2 separate regions of the Nomascus leucogenys genome follow, and region 2 is linked to region 1. The links are chromatin contacts, called in public Hi-C maps. All regions are on one chromosome and are shown on one strand. The core of a region is the stretch at or near the end of the contact, and the rest is flanking DNA. Distances in the headings are between cores, read along the strand shown. Region 1 holds the start of PIK3C2B (phosphatidylinositol 4-phosphate 3-kinase C2 domain-containing subunit beta). Region 2 overlaps PIK3C2B (phosphatidylinositol 4-phosphate 3-kinase C2 domain-containing subunit beta).

Region 1 (7,387 bases), core at 1,871-4,370:
ACACAAATTTATTATCCTACAGTTCTGCAGATCAAAAGCCCAACATGGGGTTCACTGGGCTAAAATCAAGTACCTGCAGGGTCATGTTCCTTCCTGGAGGCTCTAGGGCAGAATCTGTTTTTTGACCTTTCCAGTTTCTAGAGGCCATTCACTCCCTCTGGCTCAGGACATCCATGCTTCAACTTTCAAGCCAGCAATGTTGCATTTTTCTGACCAGTCTTGCGTCATCACATCTCTCTCTGACTTCAGCTAGGAAAGGTTCCCAGCTTTTAAGGACTGACATAATTAGATTGGGCCCACCTGGATAATCCAGGCTAATCTTCCACTCCCAAGGGCCTTAACTTAATCACATCAGTAAAATCCTTTTGCCAAGTAAAATAGTGCACCCATAGGTTCCAGGGATTAGGAAGTGGACATTTCCTCCTTTGGGAGACCATTATTCTGCCTACCATGTAGAGAGACAGCTGCATAAAGGGAAGCGGGTAGAGGTGGGGATTGGAGGTAGGAGGCCCTTTCCAGGAAACCACGTGGAAGGGCCCTTAGGTGAGAATATTGTGCATTCTAGGAACCGTAGGGACTTTTGTAAGCCCAAGTATGAAGTTTACATTGGAATGTGGGAGGCTATTCATTCAATACATATTTATTGAATACTATGTGGTGGGTGCAGTTTGGGAGATGCAGGGATGCACAAGACAAAGTCCTTGTTCTCTGAGGCTAGAGTGAAAAGCAAGGGCTGATTGTGAGAGAATTCAGAGTTTCCTTAGGAGATTGGACTTTAAGAGTTAGAGAAAGTCACGCATTAATTCATCTGCCAAAAATTTTGTGAGCACAAGTGCCAGGCATGGTTCTAGGCTCTGAGAATACAGATGTTTAAAAACCAAAGTCAAAAAATCCCATGTCCTACATGTTAGTTGATTTTAAGCAGGAGAAGCAGATATTTGCTTTGGAAACATCACCCTGGCTGGGGTTACTTGAGAAAAGATTGGAAGGGGAATAAGACTAGAGGTAGCCCAGTCCCTTTCTTCCCCCTTCTTCAAGATTCACAGCCTTTGCTGAGCTTCACTTTCCTCCTTGAGGACTTCCTCTTTTGTCAGGAGCCCTCTTGTCCTTTTATGCCTCTACTGTACCTATCTTGGAAATCTGACCTCATGAGGTCACCTGGTCTTCCAAGTGCTGCAGAAGAAAATGATGAAAACATTCGAATGTTTTTATTCATAGCCACAACATATTAGAGTATCCAATGCCAGCTGTATCTTCAACTCTGCTGACAATTTTCTCTCTTTCTCCTCTCTCTGGAGCTACCACTCTCATTCCTTATTCCTTTCTATCTTAACCTTAACCACTTTTTTTTTTTTTTGAGATGGAGTTTCACTCTTGTTGCCCAGCCTGGAGTGCAATGGCGCGATCTCGGCTCACCGCAACCTCTGCTTCCCTGGTTCAAGCGATTCTCCTGCCTTCGCCTCCCGAGTAGCTGGTATTACAGACATGCGCCACCACACCCAGCTTTTTTTTTATATATATATTTTTAGTAGAGACGGGGTTTCTCCATGTTGGTCAGGCTGGTCTGGAACTTCCAACTTTAGGTGATCCACCCACCTCAGCCTCCCGAAGTTCTGGGATTATAGGCATGAGCCACCGTGCCCAGCAACCTGAACCACTTTCTTTAAGCCTTTAACCTCATCTTGAGCCTTTCTCTCTCAGCAGATTGCTTAGAGACTACCAGGCAGCAACCAGTCCTCTCAACATCTAGTCTCAAGTTCTAGTCTCTTTACCAGTCTACAAATGCCTCTGCTTTTGTACAGCCTTCCTCTCAAAGATATCAGAGGCAGCTCCACCCCATATGCCTGGGTCCCAACTCCCTCCTATTCATGATCTCGCTCTCCTTGGTCTTACTCTTCAGCATATGGACATGCTTAAGCCTTTCTTATCCTGAAAAGAAAAAAAAAAATCTCTCCTCTGATCCTGCATTCCCCTCTACCCACTGCCTTATATTTCTCCTTGTCTTAAATTGCCAAGCTTCTAGAAAAACCATGTCCCTTTTATTCTAGATCCAGGTTCATTCGTTCACTTACTGACCAATAATTTATTGAGCACCAGCTTTGAATCAGGGAATGAATCAGGCCTAGAACCCACTGGAGGCTGGTTTAACTATGACCACTCTTACTCCATGAGCACCAGTGACTTTCTTGCCCACCCAAAGGGCATTTTCCAGCCCTACCCTCCTGGAGGTTCCTGCTGCACTGGTTATCCAGTCATTCTCTTCTGAGATTCTCCCACCCTAGTTTCTGACACTCTGTGGCCTCCAGTTTTTCTCTTACCTCTCTGGTTGCTTCTTCTTTCCTCTTTATGCCCATCTGGATGACCTCATACAGGCTTATAACTTCACTGACTACCTATAACCTACAGAATCCAAAGCTGCTATCACTTGTCCACACCCCAATATGAGTTTAGTTTCATAAGTTTGCTGTCTACTAGACATCCCCATCTAGACATTCCATAGATACCTCAAACCCAACATGTTCAAAATTAAGCTCAAGATCCCTCTGCCAACACCTGGGCCCTGTCTTCCTAATTGTCCCTAACTTAGGGAATGGTACCACCTGCCAACAATTTCTAAGGCTTCACGTAGGGAGTAATTCCAGAGTCCTCCTCTTCCCTAATTTCCTACATTTTATATATTTATCAAATATTATTGATTTCTCTTCATAAGTATCTCTTGTATCTGCCCGTTTTTTTTCATCCCCACTGCCACAGCTCTGGCACAGTTTTGAGATTCCGGCTCCTGAGATCAGGAGTAGCATTATATACATTACGACATATGTGCAGACCAAGCTGCCTTCAGTTAATTATCAAGATGTTTCACCTACATTCTCTCCTTTGATCATTATGAAAGCCCTGCGTGATAGATGAGGACGCTATTCTTGATATTCAGAGGGCGAAGTGGACTACTGAAAGTCACAAGCATTGGGTACAGAAGGCACTGTAGGATCAGAAAGGGGAGTGATCCCTTTCCTCCCCATCATAAGAGTCACAGCCAACACTTCTATAACAAAAGACAAGTTAACAAGAGAAAAGCATAACAAATTTATTTAATCATGGTTTTACTTGAGAGGCTGAGGACCAGGTGTTAATCTTCATAGTCTGTCGAGAAAGAAAGAAGAAATGAGGGCAGTGGAGGAAAACACGATTCACGTTTTTAGGAAAATATACTTTGAGATTAGTGATCGTTGGTACTATGCAAACCAAATGCAAACGAGGAGCTGGCCAACTCATGGTTTCTTTTGGGTGGAGCCTTTGGGAAAATTCTTCCAGAGACCACTGCTGGAAGAAAGGTATTTAGAGTAGAAAATTTAAATATAACATATTGTATGAAAGGATTTTTTTTTTTTTTTCTCACTACCCTAGTTGGGTTGGAGGATCCTCTATCTCCTCTCCCTACTTAGGTTGACTGCTATTTTCTGGATCGCAGCTCGGAAGATCCACCTGGGCGAATACAAAAACAGACAAGACTCCCCTTCCAGAAAGGGAGGAAGGAAGGAGACAGAAAGACGAATGACACTGAGCATGTAAAGCCCGGAGACGGCCTCTCTCTACCCCAACTTAACCCTCAAGGTAGGGGATCCCCCGAACATCGCTACCGTAATTATGGTAGAAATTCCTGAAACGGATAACTGGACCTCAGCACCGTCATTTCTAGCAGAATGATTGCGCTTTCCTCTGACCCAAAGCCAAGGGGTTCCAGCAGGGGAAAGTAACGACCATCCGCAAAAACCCTCACCCAAGTGGGGAGTGGAAATCCTGGATCTTGGGTTGCAGAGCACAACTTGACGCCAGCGCGTTTCTCTTCCCCCACGCAATGGCAAGTGGGGCGGGAGTCGGAGGGGAGAGGAGGAGAGGAGAAGAGAAGAGGAGGGGGAAGGGGAGGGGAGAGGTGAAGGGCGGCCCGGGTTCCAGCAGCCGCCCCGCCCTCCGGCTCGCGGCGGATTCGGCGCCGCGGCTGGAGCCGGCGGCCGGGTGGCAGCCTGTCCAGGCAGGGTCTGGCCGAGCCTTGCGTCGCCGTGCAGTGCGTCGGGTGTCCGGGAGATGGCTTCCCCTCTCTCGCCCGCTGCTCCCGCTATTGTCTCACCCGGGGTGGCCTGACTCTGCGAGCTCGCGCACGCTCTCAGCAGAGAGCACCCCTCCCCACCCCCACAAGCTGGTCCTTGCGCCCTTTGCTACCTCTCCCTCTGCCCCTTGGAGCCTAGGGTCTGTGCGGAGCCTGGAGAGGGAAGCGGCCCGGGAGCAGGCGGCGTGCGGCCGGCCAGCTCCTCTCGCGCTGGTGCAAGAGGCGCCTGGAGCCGCAGAGCGAGCCCGGGAGGCGCGGAGCGAGCAGCCCACGTCGCCGGGCACAAGACACGTCGGGTGTTGCAGCAGACCCCGCAGCTAGCGCAGGTAGGACACGCACCCTGCGGGTTGCATCGGCCCCAGGGTCTGTAAAGTGCCCCCAGAGTGGAGGCAGCCGAGGTCAGGGGGCTCTCCCTCCAACATGGCAACAGCGGAGGTGCAACAATGGAAGCAGCCGAGGGTTCCTGGCGGCTGGCTGAGCGGCGGACGCCGTGGGAGCCCGAGCTCCTGCCCGCCGGGCAGAGCAGGTTGCCCCTCACCCCACCCCACTCCACTCCAGCAGCTTCAGGGCCTCTGGGGCTCCAGGCACCCGCGTCCCCACCCCCTTCTCGCTAAACACACTTCCTGGCTCCCAGCTGCAGGGCGATCTGAACCAGCCAATGGCTTTGGGGTTTGTTTATTTAAGATGAGAAATAAAAAAAGCAAAACCTGTCCTGTGATGGGGTTAGTGCCTTCTGTGGACTGGGTGAGAAGTCGGCATCTAGCCTGGGGAATGTGTACATTTCTTAGCCGGGCGGAGGGTAGGATTGGATTCTCCCTTATAAGGATACTGCAGCAAAAGGAGACTGAAAGCTTGAAGGAGGGAGAGGGACCCTCAGGCCTGAGTTCGCCGGTGCTGGGAGAAGGCGCTGCTCTCCTGGCCTATACTTGTCCCTCGTTTTCAGCTCCCGACAGCGGTGACTTTGATGTTGGAGGAGCAATCGCAGCAGGAAGCGCAAGCAAGGCTGCCAAGCTGGTGTGGGGTGGAGTAGGGTGGGGAGCCCAGGGGCTTGGCAGGCTCCTGGGTTGTGGGAAGAGGTTACCAAATGTATGAGGTTAGTACACACACCCTAGTTGGCTGATGTTGAAGAGTGTGTGTGTGTGTGTGTGTGTGTGTGTGTGTGTGTGTGTGTGTGTGTGTGTGTTTTCTGCCATCGCTCTTGCTCCTTCAGGCCTGCCTTTTCTCCATCTCCACCCGCTTCTGGGGTCTTCGTAGCTTCCCTGCCTCAGCCCTTCCAATCATGCCTGGGATGGAATCGCTGTATTGTCTCTGGCAGCCCTCTTGGGCTGTTTTTTCTCAACTCTGTTGGAGAGTTTTGTACCCTGGGCTGGCTGGTCCCAGCATGGCACCAGATTCTTTAGCAGGCAGCTACCCAGGCTCCAAGAAGTGGGCCAATGCTGCCCCTCCTCCTTGCTCTAAACTACCTATTTGGGATATGGCCAGGCAGATGTAAGCAATTTGTACTAAATTCCAACCCTGAATCAGTGCTGAATGAAAACTTACTCTGTTGCTGTATCAGGCCTTGGGAAGATATTAGGAAGAGAAATGGCCCAGGGGGTGGCAATGCCGACCCCCAAATACTTCCCTCTCCCCAACTCCAGCTGCCGATCCCAGAGCAGAGGCAGTGAGCCTTTGGAATTCCAGCTCCTCCAGAGTTTGGCGGTCCCATCTTGAGGTTGTGTCCATGGAAAAATTAAGTCGAGGCACATTTTATAGCTCTGCTTGGCAGCCAGTGTCTGAAGAGATGGTGGCTCCAAGCTGGAGCCCTAGACCCAGACTGTGGCTACTTCTCCTTTGGCCTTTGGGTGAGCCTGAGGTTTGATTGCCATGGCTCTGAGCTTACTGCTCAGTGTGTATGGATGAATCTGATCAAGTTCTCAGGCCTGGCTGCTTGTCCATTTCCTTCTCCACTGGAAGCATGAGTGAGAAAGGGCCAAGGGGGTGTGCTGGGTGAGGAAGGGTCAGTTTATCTGGGGACTTGGGCTGTTTTGGGGGGAGCTCCTTTGGACTTCCTTGGTGGTCTGTAATGCCTTTGGTCTTTGTCATGACCTAGTATGCTCTGGCAGATACTCTATACCCTCTTGGGCCTTTGGTCCCTGCTTGGTGGTGTCCCCACTCCTCCTGTGCCTGGTGCTTTGCATCTATATCATGTCTGTGGTCCTTCAGCCAGGATAGCCCTGGCCTGGACCAGTGGGTAGAAAAATGAGGTCTCTGTTCCTTTCAGGGGCTTGTAACTAGCCATAAGGTTCAGGCTCATGTTCCCAGGATGTGAACTTGGACATCATAATGTGAAGTAGTAGAGAAAACAGTGTCTTCGTATGACTTTCTTTTTAGCTATGTGAGCACTGACAATTTGTGGACCTAAGATTTAGTCTGTATATTTGTAAAATGGAGGTGGGGGAGTAGCCATGGCTCACAGGATTAATACTGAAATACTGCTTACCAAGAACTAAACAGAATCATGTGTGCAAAAGTACCCTGAACACTACAGAGTACTTTACAAATGATTATTCATACTGGGTTTAGCCTCCCTCATAAGGGAGGGAGAACTGTCAGGGATGGGGATAGGGTGGGATCTGAGGGCCACATGGAGTAGGGAATGTTTTGGGACCGTTTCTTTCTTGCTAAGGAAAGAGTAATGTGACAATACCAAGGTAACTGCTGTATTCCTTGGGTATTTTTCTTTAAATAGTGTTGGCAGGATGGGAACTGAGAGAGAAGGAAAGGCTGCCTCATGATATTTGTAGGAATTGAGGAGGGATAAACACCTTCCAAAGGCTGGCTACTGCCTATAGAGAGGATAGTGCTGAGCTGGCAAGTAATGTAATCGCTAACACCCACTGATGTTAGCCAGCTAGTAAATGGTAGAGGTGGGATTTGAAGCAAGCAGTCTCACTCCATACCCTGTGCTCATAGCCTCAGTGCTACTCAGAGAGATATTGGGTCTTGGGAGAACAGAAAGGGACAGCAAAATTGTGGAATTCATTCTTTTTGTTTGTTCTTGAGACAGGGTCTCTCCCTGTTGCCTAGGCTGGAGTGCGGTGGGCTCAAGTGATCCTTCAACCTCAGCCCCCACCCTGAGTAGCTTGGACTATAGGCATGCACCACTATGTGTGGCTAATTTTTAAATTTTTTGTAGAGATGGGGTCTCAGTATGTTGCCCAGGCTGGTCTCAAACTCCTGGCCTCAAAGGAACCTCCTGCCTTGGCCTCCCAAAGGGTTAGGATTATAGGCATGAGCCAC
Region 2 (7,387 bases), core at 2,742-5,241, 44 kb after region 1:
TCAAGAATCTCTCTACTCTTCCCAACGCTTTCCTTTAAAGACTGGGGGGGGGAGGGGTTGGAGACCAAGAGCATGAGAGCAGAGCCTGCCAGCCTCACTGTGCCACCTCCCACAGGGAGACTTCCCACTGAAGGCTGACAGGGTGGTCCAGTCCGTCAAGGCCATCTGCAACGCCCTGGCTGCCGTGGAAACCCCTGAGATCACCAATGCTCTCAACCAGCTGCCCCCTTGCCCCTCCCGCATGCAGCCTAAAATTCAGAAGGTAAAGGGGCTCAGGGTGCTGGCAGGGGGAAGGAGGAGAGGGATACTGCCAGGTAACTGAGTTGCCTGTTGCTAGGGTGTGTAGGTGTTCACTCACTAAAAAGGGGCTTCTCTCCACCTCCACCTTTTATGTTTAAGGAATTCAACCACAAGAGCTCTTCAAAAATGGATGCCAAGTGTGTCTCCTCTTCCTGAGGTTGAGGGAGAGCTACCTGGGACTGCTTGTTGGGAGCCCAGGCCAGTAAAGGCTTTATTCACAGTCACCAAGGCATTGCCTGACAGTCTGCATATCCATCAGGGTGCAAAAACAAACCAGGAGGAAAATCTCTCTAGAGCCAGGGGCTCCGGGACTCCAGCAGGGGCTGTGTGCTCTGCAGACAGGGCCAGCACCATAGGCACCGTGATCTGCAGCCGAGTAGCCTGAGGGTTGAGATATCTCAGAAGGGTGGACACGATGATTGCTATCCTCCGTCAGCTCACTCTGTCCATCATACAGATCTGGTACAAACCATTACTCTATCCTCTCTGGGGATTCTCAGCTCCTCACATTTCAGCCCATTCTGGTCCAGATGAGCGCAGCTGTGAAAAGCCCTTCTTCCAGCTGTGACGAAAAAGGCTATGGCCCTGAAGCTCCCCTCCCTCTTCTTTTTCCCAACAGGATCCCAGTGTCTTGGCTGTGAGGGAAAACCGAGGTAAGGGAACTGCTCTCCATCTTCATCCAGTCGGGCTGCTGAAAACTGCAGTCTCTGCCCAGATTCCTTTTTCTGCCTGGCCCCCTTGATTTATGTGTCGGAGTTCGGCTGGGGTGTGTGTGTGTGTGTGTGTGTGTGTGGTGTGTGTTCCTATATGAGGTGTGGACACAGCTGGAGAGCACATTTCTTTCCACAAAGTGTTTTCTCATTATTTTTCCTAGTCATTCCTCCTGGTGTCCCTGGGAGATGGTGATGAGGGGGTAGAAGTGTGGGAGTGGGGTGGTGGGGCAGCACTAGCCCTGTGATCCAGATGGGAAGCCTCCCACTTGGGTAGATTGTGATTATTCTCCCAACAGCTCACACTCGCTACCTTTCCGATTTAGAGTGGGCCTTGGGAGAGGATGAGAAAGAATTTTCCCTACGATTTTTCTAGGATTCCCCTGTTGTGTCCTTCAAGCTGAACTTTGCCCTAAGACTGACCTATATCCCTGGGATTCCTTTGTTTTGGTTTTGTTTTTTGTTTTGGCATCCCTGGAGTTCTTATGGTGATTCCCAGTCTTTTGGATTTCATAGACCAGTAAAATGTCCCCCAAAGTATTTGGGGGGCCAAGAGAGAATTGGCAGCCTTTTACTTGGCCAAACTTTTTTGACCTTTGCTTTTTTGAAGCAACTGACAATAATTATTAACATTGTTTCCTAAAAGAAAGGACATTTTAATGCTAAGTAGCAATACGTAAAAATAAGGATTATGTTTAACATTGTATAACTGTCATTTTATGAAAAGCTCATGACACGCTTCTGCTTTTTTCTCATTTCACTGCAGATGGGTGAACTTTGTCACAGCTATTAGAGACTGACTAGCATTTGGGGACCACTGTCTTAGGCCATCCCATTCTAGCCAGTGCCATGGCAACAAGGTAGGGCTTGTGGAGGCCTCATGACTTTCCCTTCTGACCCCTTCCCTTCCCAGAGAAGGTTGTGGAAGCCCTGACCGCTGCCATCTTGGACCTGGTGGAGCTGTACTGCAACACATTCAACGCAGACTTCCAGACGGCAGTGCCCGGGAGCCGCAAGCATGACCTGGTCCAGGAGGCCTGCCATTTCGCTGGGTCCCTGGCCTTCACTGTCTACGCCACCCACCGCATCCCCATCATCTGGGCTACCAGGTGAGCCCAGGGCTGAGTAGCCACTAGGGAGCAAGCTGAGTTTGACCTCCACCAGGGCTTTTTCCTATCTGCATGTAATACCACTGTCCTAAGTCTTAGGATGTGTGGCATTGTGTGACATTGTGGTGCAATGGGGCTGCGGGGATGAGCCAAGTGCCTGAGGAGGACTTGGGCTGGGAACATCCTAGAGGAGAGAGGAGGTCCCTTAGGAGATGAAGAAGATCCTGTTATTCCCTCTTGGTGCTGGCTGCCTCTGCATCCCTGCCCCCTCCAGATCCAAGACCAGTGGAAGGAAACGTGGCAACAGATGGCCGATTCCCAGATAGAGTGCAGCTCCCTGGCCAGTGGGAGGGGGCGGGGAGGTGGGATTGACCCTTTGTCTGGGGTTCTCTAGGCCTGCGGGGGTGGGTGGAGGAGGATGTTCTTCTGGTAGAATCCTCAACGCCTCTATTGGGTCCCCAGCATCCAAGGCCTGAGGGAATAGGCACTGGGCCCTACCCCGCCCCTGCCAGTCCCCTTTCCCCAACCCCCTTCCCCTTCTCTCTTTGTTCCTCACTTAATGTATTCCTCTGGGCGATTGGCAGAGAACAAAGGAGGCAGCCTGGGAAACCGGGGCCTTCTCTGACCTCTTCTGTCAGGCACCTGTCATGAGCCACAGGGACCCCCGTGTGTTGGCATTCATGTCGGCATATGTCGTCTTCCTCCCCCACCCTTCTCACTTGCGCATGCACGTGCGCGCACACACACGCACGCACACACAGACACTCAATGGGCTGGAGGTTTCTATAAAGAGGCTGGGTGGCCGGTTCCCATTAAAGAAAGAAAAACCACAAGGCTCAGCGTGGAGCCTAAAACCGAGCAGAGGAATCCAGATTGAGTTGCTTTGGCCTGAGCACATTTCCTTACATCCAGTTTGGCTGTCCTATCCGGAGATCCCGTGTTACAGCCCTCAGAGACTGAGAGTTTTACCAGGGGAAATGGATTTTGGCCTTAGAGGGATGCATAGGTTTGGGTGATTGGTTTTGGGAGCTGGGTGTCCTGACCTGCTCCCTTTCTTTTGTAGCTATGAAGATTTCTACCTCTCCTGCTCCCTCAGCCATGGCGGCAAGGAGCTGTGCAGCCCCCTGCAGACCCGAAGAGCTCACTTCTCCAAGTACCTCTTCCACCTCATCATCTGGGACCAGCAGTAAGCCCTTCCCCCAGGCTCCAGTGCCCAGGTCACTGCAGACCTGCTCAGCCTCTGAAATATCCCTGGGGCCAGATAACTAGTCCAGGACAAATGATAAAACCAGTCTTCCTTGTTAACCCTAACTGGACAAGTCATTCAACCTCTTGAGTCTCCACTTCCCTGACTCCTTTTTTTTTTTTTTTTTTTTTTGAGAGGGAGCCTCGCTTTGTTGCCCAAGCTGGAGTGCAGTGTTGCGATCTCGGTTCACTGCAAGCTCCGCCTCCCAGGTTCACGCCATTCTCCTGCTTCAGCCTCCAGAGTAGCTGGGACTACAGGCGCCCGCCACCACACCCAGCTAATTTTTTGTGTTTTTAGCAGAGATGGGGTTTCCATGTGTTAGCTAGGATGGTCTCGATCTCCTGACCTCGTGATCCGCCCGCCTCGGCCTCCCAAAGTGCTGGGATTACAGGCATGAGCCGCCGCGCCTGGCCTCCACTTCTCTGACTCTTAAAGGAGCCAAGTATAATTACCACCTCTCAAGTTCTCATGAGGATCCAATGAGAAGTATCTATAAAGGCTCTTTGTAAACCATAAAAAACATATAAATGTTAGTTGTTAATTTTAATAATACTTTATTTTCTGATCTTGTCTCCCTTAAAGAGTTTAAGTAGTTGGAGGGCTTCTCATCCTCTTCCTTCTTCCCTCAGTTCCTGTAGACTATGGCAAGGAGACTGTGCTTTTCCCTTTATATATAGAGAAGGGAGGGTTGTCTAGAGAAAGAATATTGAGCTTGGATTCCCAGGAGTGAGCCTCTATTTCTAGCTCTGTCTCAAATACTACTTTCTCTCTATTCTTTCTGTGCCTCATTTTCTCAAACTGAGAAATGGGGACATTTGTTTCACTCAGAGGCAGTTATGGCGTCAAGATGAGATAGGTGGGTTATAAATATAAATATGAAACCAAAAGCACAAGGTGGTATTAATCACCACATGTAAACAATAATTTGGTGTTGGGAAGGTAGGCGTCAGCCAAGCAAAGCAGGAAGGAAATGGAGGAGAGGGTGCCTTGCTTGAATGGGGACACTGCAGGGGTTTTCCTGCCCTGTGCCTCGTCTGTGCTATGCTCTACCTTCCTTCCAGTCAGTCAGAAAATCCCCTGTTTGCTGCCCCCAGCTTTGCTTCCCCACACTGACTATATTAGAGTCCTCATTTGCAGAGCAGCACTGCAAGCTAAGTGTTTGGAGCACAGATTAAAGAGACTGAGGGAGGGTCCTGGGGAGGCCGAGGATGCAAAATAGGTAGATGAAGAATCTGGAGATGCTGGAAGAGGTGGGTCCTTTTACAGATGGACAACTGGGAAAATGGACCCTTTCTTATGCCCTTCACACTTAGGTAATTCTTAGAGCAATAAAGGTGTATATGGCTGGGCACGATGGCTCACACCTGTAGTCGCCGCACTTTGGGAGGCCAAGGTGGGACGATCACTTGAGCTCAGGAATTTGAGACCAGCCTGGGCAACACAAAGAGGCCTTATCTCTACTAAAAAATTATTTTAAATGAGCCGAGTGTGGTGGCATGCATCTGTAATCCTAGCTACTTAAGAGGCTGAGGTGGGAGAGTCAATTGAGCCTGGGAGGTGGAGGCTGCAGTGAGCCATGATCACACCACTGCACTGTAGCCTGGGCAACAGAGTGAGACCCTATCTTAAAAAAAAAAAAAAAAAAAAGCACACAGGGTGTGCATTAAAGGTCCTTAAGCAAACAACTGCCAGGACAGGAGAAACTCCTTGCGGGCAGAGGATAGCTGCATTAAATGGCCCTCGAGTTCCACCATTCCCTTGGGATTTTTTGGTCACAATTGCTGCTGCTGTCAAGAGAAGGGGTGCCAGCCTGGGCAACAAGGGAGACCCAATCTCTACAAAAAATACAAAAAATTAGCCGAGTGTGGTGGCATACACCTGCGGTCCCAGCTACTTAGGAGGCTGAGGTGGGAGAATCACTTGAGCCTGGGAGGTCAAGGCTGCAGTGAGCATCCAGCCTCGGCAACAGAGCGAGACCCTGTCTCAAAAAAAAAAAAAAAAAAAAAAAGAATGGGGTGCTGTACAGTGTTCTGGCCCAGGAGGACTTTAAAAAATTGGGCTTAAATCCTTTTCTCATACAGTATCAGAGGTAGAGAGGCAGCCCAGCCTGCCCCATGAGTTTCATTTTGTTCCCTGAGATCCCTACCTTGAATTTTAAAGGGCCAGTCCCCTGCCTAGAGCCTTGTGAAGGGCATTATCTTGCACTGCCCATCCAGATGCCCCGAATGAGACTTCTTGGCCCTTCATGGTCAAGACCAGGACATTTGGGGGAAGGCGTGCCAGCGTTCTGAGGACAGGCTTTGGGCCAGTCATTCTCTCCTTCCTACTGTAGTTGCAGCCTCCGGCAGGTCTTTCAACCTAGAATGGTGGCGATAATAGGGCCTACCCTACAGGATTGTTTGAGGAGCAGTTAGGACACTGTAAATAAAGTACTTGGCACAGGCTTCTTAGCTGGGGAGCCCTCTTGGTTTTGGTTTCTCTGTTCCAAGCGACTGACAAACTGGCTGATACATGGGGATACGTGCGCATGAAAATACTATCTGTATAAGCCAGTGCCAATGCAGTAACCACAGCGTCACATAGCAAAAAGTACACAGTGCACACACATCATGCAAGTGAAGCTATGTTCCCCTTTTCCCTGATGAGAAACTGAGGCACAGAGATGGGAGTTAAGTTGCCCAGGATTGTGAGTGGCAGAACCAGGACTAGAGCCAACCAGCACATTCCAGGAATCCTTCCTGGAGGAGGCAGCCTGTGTGATACGATGTTGAATGGGCTGCAGGAAGGAGAGGGGTTTCTCAGGGAGGAAGGTAAGGGCCACAGCCAACGTAATGATTATCCTGACCAGCCCTGGGTGAAGGTCTGTGGGAGAGGTTGTGGAATACCAGATATACCCAAGGACTGAAGGGAAGAGGGCCTTGGCTCACTCTGGTTTCACTCATAAAGTCTTCTCACTCCCCTTTTCCTTAAGACATGAAGCTGGAAGCTTCTTCCTTGGGCGAAAAGAAAGGGCTCAGGACCAGCTCCCTCTCCCCTTTGCTATGGGGTCAGCTGATTCTCTGCCCCACTGTAGCGGTCCAGGGATCAGCTAACTCTCAAAATAGGCTCAGCAGCCGTGCTTTGTCACCTCTAGCCAAGCCCTGGCCTGGCATGTCTGCTGGCTGCTGGAGGGGCCCTAATTATAGCTGTGGGCCCCCAGGGTAGAGGCAGCTGGGACAGAGCAGGGCTCTGCCAGTCTGTGGTGGGCTGGAGGGAGTGCCTCACTTAGGTGGAGATTCCTCTGGAGGACAGCGGTGGAGGCAGGCTGCTTTATCATGAAACAGCTAACCTTGGGGGTGGCCGCCCTGCCTCTGTGCTCTCTGGCATAGAAGTTGCTGGGCCCTGGGCTGGCCAGGAGGGTGTGACAGTATGGACTTTGGCCCAGGGACAGCTTCCCCGAAAGGTAACGTGGGTCCTCCCTGCCTTTCCACAGCTCCCCTCCCCTGTGTACTTCACCCCACCCAGCAGTTCCTTATCCTGAGCTTAGAGGGAGTGGCTAGGTGTGATTCAGACTGAGAGACCTGGAGAGAACTTATGGGCTTGAATAGTGGTGGGGCTTATGTGTCTCAGTTCTCTTGGCCCTGCCATTGGCTTTCTTACCACTGGGGGACTTGGAGAAACCCCTCCTCTTTGTCCCTTTGGCTTTGAATCTGTTTGGGAGTGGGGGTGAGAAAAACCTATCGTGTGTCCCTGGGGCTGGGTGAAGGGGACTCCTGTGAGGACAAGTGAGAGGGCTGTGGGGGAGGGTGAACCGAGGGCAGAGAACATGGTGCTTCTTCCTGGTGGCTCTCAGCAGCAAGAAGTGGGGGAGGGATGGGGACTGTCAAATGGAAAAGGAGGACAAAAGGAGTAGCTTTGTGGATGCTCTGCAGAAATTCTAAAACAAGGAAAGGAGCAAGGCTGACAACATGGGACGTGTCATCACCTGAACTCTGAGGTGGCTGTGCTAAGCAAGTTCTGTCCAGGCACTATGGGTAGCCTCA

What was found. Hi-C and Micro-C count contacts between places; a contact is called where the count stands out from the background.
Region 2: a Hi-C map of a lymphoblastoid cell line shows a contact between it and region 1, with 4 times the contacts expected there. The contact joins the enhancer-like site here to the promoter of PIK3C2B in region 1. A contact is called at or near these places in 3 of 4 Hi-C or Micro-C datasets (a lymphoblastoid cell line and an unstated tissue).

What each region holds. Positions count from the first base shown.
Region 1 is chr5:56,192,692-56,200,078 of Asia_NLE_v1, forward strand. It overlaps PIK3C2B (phosphatidylinositol 4-phosphate 3-kinase C2 domain-containing subunit beta), which reads left to right and starts at 3,121. Exons shown (of 32, transcript XR_004030127.1): 1 at 3,121-4,431.
Region 2 is chr5:56,235,835-56,243,221 of Asia_NLE_v1, forward strand. PIK3C2B (phosphatidylinositol 4-phosphate 3-kinase C2 domain-containing subunit beta) reads left to right here. Exons shown (of 32, transcript XR_004030127.1): 9 at 116-262; 10 at 920-953; 11 at 1,924-2,119; 12 at 3,183-3,305. Among named protein-coding and RNA genes, the nearest start is that of PPP1R15B, 42 kb to the right of the region's middle. Within about 2 kb of position 3,992, the one cell type or tissue checked has an H3K27ac peak away from gene starts, as active enhancers do. A contact at or near this core is called in a lymphoblastoid cell line, where this site is marked.